Regions from separate parts of the Mus musculus genome. Here region 1 is linked to region 2. Evidence: chromatin contacts called from public HiChIP or PLAC-seq data. All regions are on one chromosome and are shown on one strand. The core of a region is the stretch at or near the end of the contact, and the rest is flanking DNA. Distances in the headings are between cores, read along the strand shown.

Evidence for each region. HiChIP or PLAC-seq counts read pairs in DNA pulled down with a chosen protein or histone mark.
Region 1: a contact with region 2 is called in an H3K27ac HiChIP or PLAC-seq map of the HPC-7 cell line, with 8 times the contacts expected there. The contact joins two enhancer-like sites. A contact is called at or near these places in 1 of 15 datasets of contacts at CTCF or cohesin (the NIH/3T3 cell line), 26 of 484 Hi-C or Micro-C datasets (B cells, the C2C12 cell line, CD4 T cells and 21 more), 18 of 115 datasets of contacts at active chromatin or transcription factors (the 230-238 cell line, CD8 T cells, the HPC-7 cell line and 9 more) and 4 of 9 other capture datasets (adipose tissue, embryonic stem cells, liver and 1 more).

What each region holds. Positions count from the first base shown.
Region 1 is chr11:79,194,997-79,197,696 of GRCm38.p6, reverse strand. No RefSeq gene overlaps it. Among named protein-coding and RNA genes, the nearest start is that of Gm30413, 4.0 kb to the right of the region's middle. Within about 2 kb of position 1,321, at least 71 of the 459 cell types and tissues checked have an H3K27ac peak or open chromatin away from gene starts, as enhancers often do. A contact at or near this core is called in the G1E-ER4 cell line, the HPC-7 cell line, pancreatic cancer cells and 1 more, where this site is marked.
Region 2 is chr11:79,017,957-79,020,853 of GRCm38.p6, reverse strand. It overlaps Ksr1 (kinase suppressor of ras 1), which reads left to right. Exons shown (of 19, transcript NM_013571.3): 16 at 41-172; 17 at 364-499; 18 at 1,159-1,292. Among named protein-coding and RNA genes, the nearest start is that of Gm11201, 4.2 kb to the left of the region's middle. Within about 2 kb of position 1,338, at least 30 of the 459 cell types and tissues checked have an H3K27ac peak or open chromatin away from gene starts, as enhancers often do. A contact at or near this core is called in the G1E-ER4 cell line, the HPC-7 cell line, pancreatic cancer cells and 1 more, where this site is marked.

The sequences.
Region 1 (2,700 bases), core at 72-2,571, 180 kb before region 2:
GTTCATCACAGATGCTGCCCCTCCCCTGGGAGCCTCCCGCCGTGTCTGTCATCTTGGTACACTTGATGAATAGTGATGAACTCACCACTACCATACACCTACTCACAGACACAGAATGTGTCTGCCCTCTAGTCTACCGGGAGGTTGGATGTGAGTAGAATCCTGGTTTCCACTTCTTTTTTTCTTCTCTCATACAATACATCCAAACCAAAGCCTTCCCTCCCTTTCCTTCTCCCAATCCTTTATGGCCCCTCCCCATTTCCCATTTCTGTATTTCCAGAATCTGGCAGAGAGTTCATGGTATCGAATAAATGAGGGCATGCATGCATGAACGCATGAGTCAGTAATCTCCTCCTCGTGGCTAAGGAGAACCATGCAGCTCTGTGCTGGGTGTCAGGACCTCAGGAGCCCAGGGCAGTGGCAACATCAGAAGGGCCCACAACTCCCTTGCTCTCGCTGCCTTCTCTCTCACCGCTTTGCCTGTGTCTGAAGATCTAGGACCACAGTCAGGGCAGACATTGGCTTGTGTGTAGGGCTGACATGAACCCAGGGAGTGGGGGAGTGGATGCAACTGGGCAGCCCAGACAAACCCATCAGAGGGCCGCAGCTGCTCTGTGCTTCCTAGGCATGTGGTTAAGTACGAATGAAGAGATGGCAAGCAAGGAAGGCAGAAGGCTCGGGCGTGGGACAAGAGGCCTTCTGAACTCTTAGATCTGGGCAGGAAGGGTCAGGGTTAGTCCCAGAGGTCATATGAGTGAAGGCTATGCCTTCATTGTGAACTGACAACATTAGCTAGTCCTCTAGGGCTAAGTAAGAAACATCCCCCCCCCCCCCACTTCCCAGGCAGCTACTTCCTCTCCATCCCCTCACCATCTCAGGACAGCTCTGAACATGACGATTGGAGCCCACATACAGGTCAGTACAGCTTCGCCATTTCCAAATGTGCTTGAAAACTTTTTTTAGAATCCCTCCTCTTTGCCTGGAGAGATGACTCAGAGGTTAAGAATGTTTTCTGTCTTTACAAAAGACCCTGGTTTCACTCCCAGCATGCACATGGCAGCTCAAAATCAGCCCTAACTCCAGCTCCAGGGGACCTGACACCCTCCTCTGGCATTTGTGAGCTCCTGAACACATAAACACATAAACACATAAACACACGCACACACACACACACACACACACACACACACACACTTAAAAGAGAAGATTCCTTGTTTGATTTTCCCTTTTCTTCTTTTAAACAGGGTTTTTGCTGTGCAGCTCAGGCTAGCCTTGAAACTCCTGATCATCTCCCTCCAGAGTTCTGGGATTAGAGGCATGCAAAACCACACTGGGCCTTACTGTATGTATTGTTTCTGGGCATTTCCTAGTGGTTTCTCTAGTGGTTTTGTGGTTTCAAGGTCTACTTGGAGTTAATGCTGCATCATTTCACATGCTAGTCTCTGCTGTTTACCACAGCCCCCATTTGCCACCCTCCTGTCCTTTCAGCTGCCACTGTTGCCTGTGTTAAACTCCATTGGGCAGAGTTCTGCCACACTCTTCAAACAGTAACATCCACTTGGAGAGTTTAATCCCACAGAGCTATTGGTCACTTTCTTCTGATCTGAAGATGCCTGTTTTTGTAAAGGAGAGTTTCTCCTCAGACTCCTTTTGGCACATCATATAACATAGGGCTTTGGACAGTGAGTTCTGTGCCCCCTGCCTCCCCTTAACATCTTCAATTTATCTTCACGTTTTTCTTTTCTTTAGGTTTTATTTTTCTGAGACAGGGTTTCTCTGTGTAGCCCTGGCTGTCCTGGAACTCACTCTGTAGACCAGGCTAGCCTCAAATTCAGAGATTGACTTGACTCTGCCTCCCGAGTGCTGGAATTAAAGGCATGGGCTATATTCACCTTTTTTTTTTCTTTTTCTGTTTTACATATTGTAGCTTGTCCTGTAACTCACTGCATAGCAAAGCATGGCCTTGAACTTCTGAACCTCCTGCCTCTACTTAAGTGTTGGGATTACAGGCAAGTGCCACCACTCATGGTTTATATGGCACTAAAAACCAAACCTGGGACTTGATGCATTTAGGGAAGGGCTCTGCCAATTGAGGCACACCCTTGTCCCTCATCTTTCTCTTTTTATAAATAATGGATTCATTTAAACATTTTTTAAAAAATCACAATTTATTTATTTCTGCATACACACATACATGGCATGACCCACATGTGGAGGTCGGGGTGGGGAGGAGCAAGTTGGGGGGGTTGGTTCTCTTCTTTTACTCTAAGAGGTCCTGGAAATTGAACTCATGTCTCCAGGCTTGGCAGCAAGCATTTTCATCCACTAAGCCATCTTGCTACTCTTTATCTTTAATCTGTGTACCTTGTGTGGGTCTAGTGCTCTCAGAGGCCAGAAGAGGGCATTGGGTCCCCTAGACCTGGAGCTACAAATGGTTGTGAGAACCATGTGGGTGCTGGAAATCAAACCTGGGTCCTCTAAAAGAGCAGTCAGTGCTCTTAACCATGGAGCCATCTCTCCAGTCCTTAGATATCTTCACTCATGAGAGATATTTCCATTCACAGAAACGGGTGGGAATGGGCAGCTTTGATCTCCACACCATAAAGGCAGGGGCAGGTAGACCTCTGTAAGTTCAAGGGAAACCTGCTCTACATGGAGAATTCCTTCCCAGCCAGGATTAAAGGCAAGCACTACCATATC
Region 2 (2,897 bases), core at 89-2,588:
CGCTCCCCCACTGAGGTGTCGTTCTTGTCCTGACCTCCAGGCGCGAGAACCAACTGAAACTGTCACATGACTGGCTGTGCTACCTGGCCCCCGAGATCGTACGAGAAATGATCCCGGGGCGGGACGAGGACCAGCTGCCCTTCTCCAAAGCAGCCGATGTCTATGCATTCGGGTGAGTCGACCACTGGCCCCCCCAAGTGCAAATGAGAAGGCCCTGGTGGGGGCGGGGGGGAGGTGTGCCTTGGAAAGTCATGGCTGTGCTAGCTGGGCAGAGTGACTGCCTTTGACCTCTGGTCTCTGGCATCTAGCGTGGGCCAGCCATTGTGGAGCTCTAGTAGCTCACACTGTGGTGTGTCTCCACAGGACTGTGTGGTATGAACTACAGGCAAGAGACTGGCCCTTTAAGCACCAGCCTGCTGAGGCCTTGATCTGGCAGATTGGAAGTGGGGAAGGAGTACGGCGCGTCCTGGCATCCGTCAGCCTGGGGAAGGAAGTCGGCGTGAGTAGAGGGACAGAAGGACAAGTGTGGGCTGGGCATGTGACATGACTGAGAAGGCTTTCGTAGTGGTACAGGCACAGGGACCATTAATACCTAATACCGTTATATGGAGAACAAAAGTGTCAGGGGTGTGTGCCTTGTGTTGGCAACGTGTGCAGGCCACACCCCTGGATGTCAGGACTACAGAGGGTGCTGTGGGGCTGAGTGGACCCTGAGAAGAAAGCCTTCCTTCTGTCATGGCAGCTGTTCTGAGGGTTCTCAGCGGCTGCTCCTGTATTTAGTCCTGCCTGTCCAGTCTCTGCTCTGGAACGCTGAGGCGCCCCCTAGTGGCAGGGCCGTTCTCTATGCTTTCCAAGAACCCTGCATTTACCTTCAGATGTTTTCATGTTCATAGGATGTACCTTCCATCTTGAAAGGCCGTCCGCTTTCATTCTGACCTCTCCCATTTTCCATTCTGTTTGACTTGGTCGCTGACAAGTCGAGGGGGAAGGAAAGCAGACAAGTCCTCTTTGACCTGGAAGGTTGGAGGATCACCTGATTCTGACTCCACAGATGCGCGGGGCACTTGAGTGCTTCTTGGGGCTCCTCGGGAAATGCTCTGTCCTTGTGCTTCACTACCCAGATGCCCACACACCACCAACCCCAGTGCTTCTTTACAGGAGATCCTGTCTGCCTGCTGGGCTTTCGATCTGCAGGAGAGACCCAGCTTCAGCCTGCTGATGGACATGCTGGAGAGGCTGCCCAAGCTGAACCGGCGGCTCTCCCACCCTGGGCACTTTTGGAAGTCGGCTGAGTAAGTACTCCCTCCTTCTGTGAACCATCCTGAGCGCCTCTGTCTAGAGTGTCTGAGGGCGCCCTCTGCTGGACATGCATCAGACCACAATCCAAGGCTTCCACGGTGTAGGAGCTGAAGGATTCTCACCTCCCCAGTTGATGCTGGAGGCCCCCTGTAATGGGGGGCACCTCCTTTCCACCTGTGAAAATCCACACATCACCGTAATAGACTGTCACTGACACCAAGCCCAGGCTAGACCATGGTGGGAGAGTTGTGCCTGAGAGAAGGGGTCAGAGGTCAGGTCCATGTGAGTACCAAAACAGCCCCCAATAAGCAACATCAGTATTGCTTAGGCTGGCACCCACTTAGTCACTGAACTGTTGAGCACTGGGAGCTTGCCGCCCCCTAGTGAGCCACGCCACTGAGCTCTGTGGCACCCGTGTCAGAAGCCTTTCCCCCTAGTGGCCCTTTGTGTCCTGAGACACAGAGCAGAAGAGGCTGCTGTCATCTCCTCTGTATTCTGTCCTGTTCTGTTTCTACTTTGGCTCTCTGGCTTCCTCTCCCAAAGACACCTCTCCAGCCACAACCCTTTGTCAGGATCTGGGTCCCTGTCACTTGTCTTGGCTTTCACAGTGGGCGTTAGGGAAGATCCAGAGTTGCATAAACTTTGCCAGTCATCAGGCGGTAAATCCTGGAAGCTGGGCAAGGGAGGTGCTGGCATTGGCGGTGGGGGAGGGGTCACGAGGCCCCAGGGCTGAGCCCTGTGCTGCTTGCTGCTGTAGATCTTCCTTAGGCCCTCTGGGTACAGGCTTCCTCCTCTGTGAAACCATGCCAGCACCGGACACTGGCATTCAGAGATGACTCCTGTTTCTGAAAACCAGTCATCCCCACGGTCTCAGCTCACAGATGGGAGAGGAGTCCACTAGTAGGGACCGTCACCAGGCCACAGCCACCAGCTCCCAGGCTTCCGTGGCTTCCTCGGACATGGGGTCTCTAACTCTCACTTCTGTTTTCTTTCCTGTCGGCTTCATCACTTTTCGTTTTTGGGGGGGTGGCGGATACACTGGCCTGTCTTGTCATCTCCCCTGTTCTACCATCCTGACTCCTCCACCTGTCTGCTGGCTGCCATCACCCACCGGGCTGGACCGGATTGGACGGCTCTCTTCAACTGCTGGTGAAACGGTCTCGGGCACCCCTAGCCGCTGGCGGAGCCGCTACTACGGGAAAGGACGCTATGGTCACCCCGACTTTAAGAACTCCTGTCCAGTTCTGGAGGAATAGTGTGTTTCTGCCATTCTCTCGTTTTCTGCCTGTGTGTGGCTGTCCTACCCACCCTCCCATTCTGTCTCTGCATGCCAGCTTCTCACATTCTTGCTTTGATTTCCCATAATCCATAATGACCTCTTGCATCTGAAATGGCCACCAGACTTGTGTTTCTCACAGAGAGTTAAAGAAACGCACGGTGTGCAGCAGGGAGGGCCCCTCTCCATACCACAGGAGCTAGCTAGCATGTGGGCGAGGGGGGTTTAGCGCTCAGTGAGCCAAGCAGGTCCCCCCAAGTCCCACTATGGCTAGAGCTCAGGAGAGGAGAATCCAGTGATCCGGCTGTGGTGGTGTACGCCT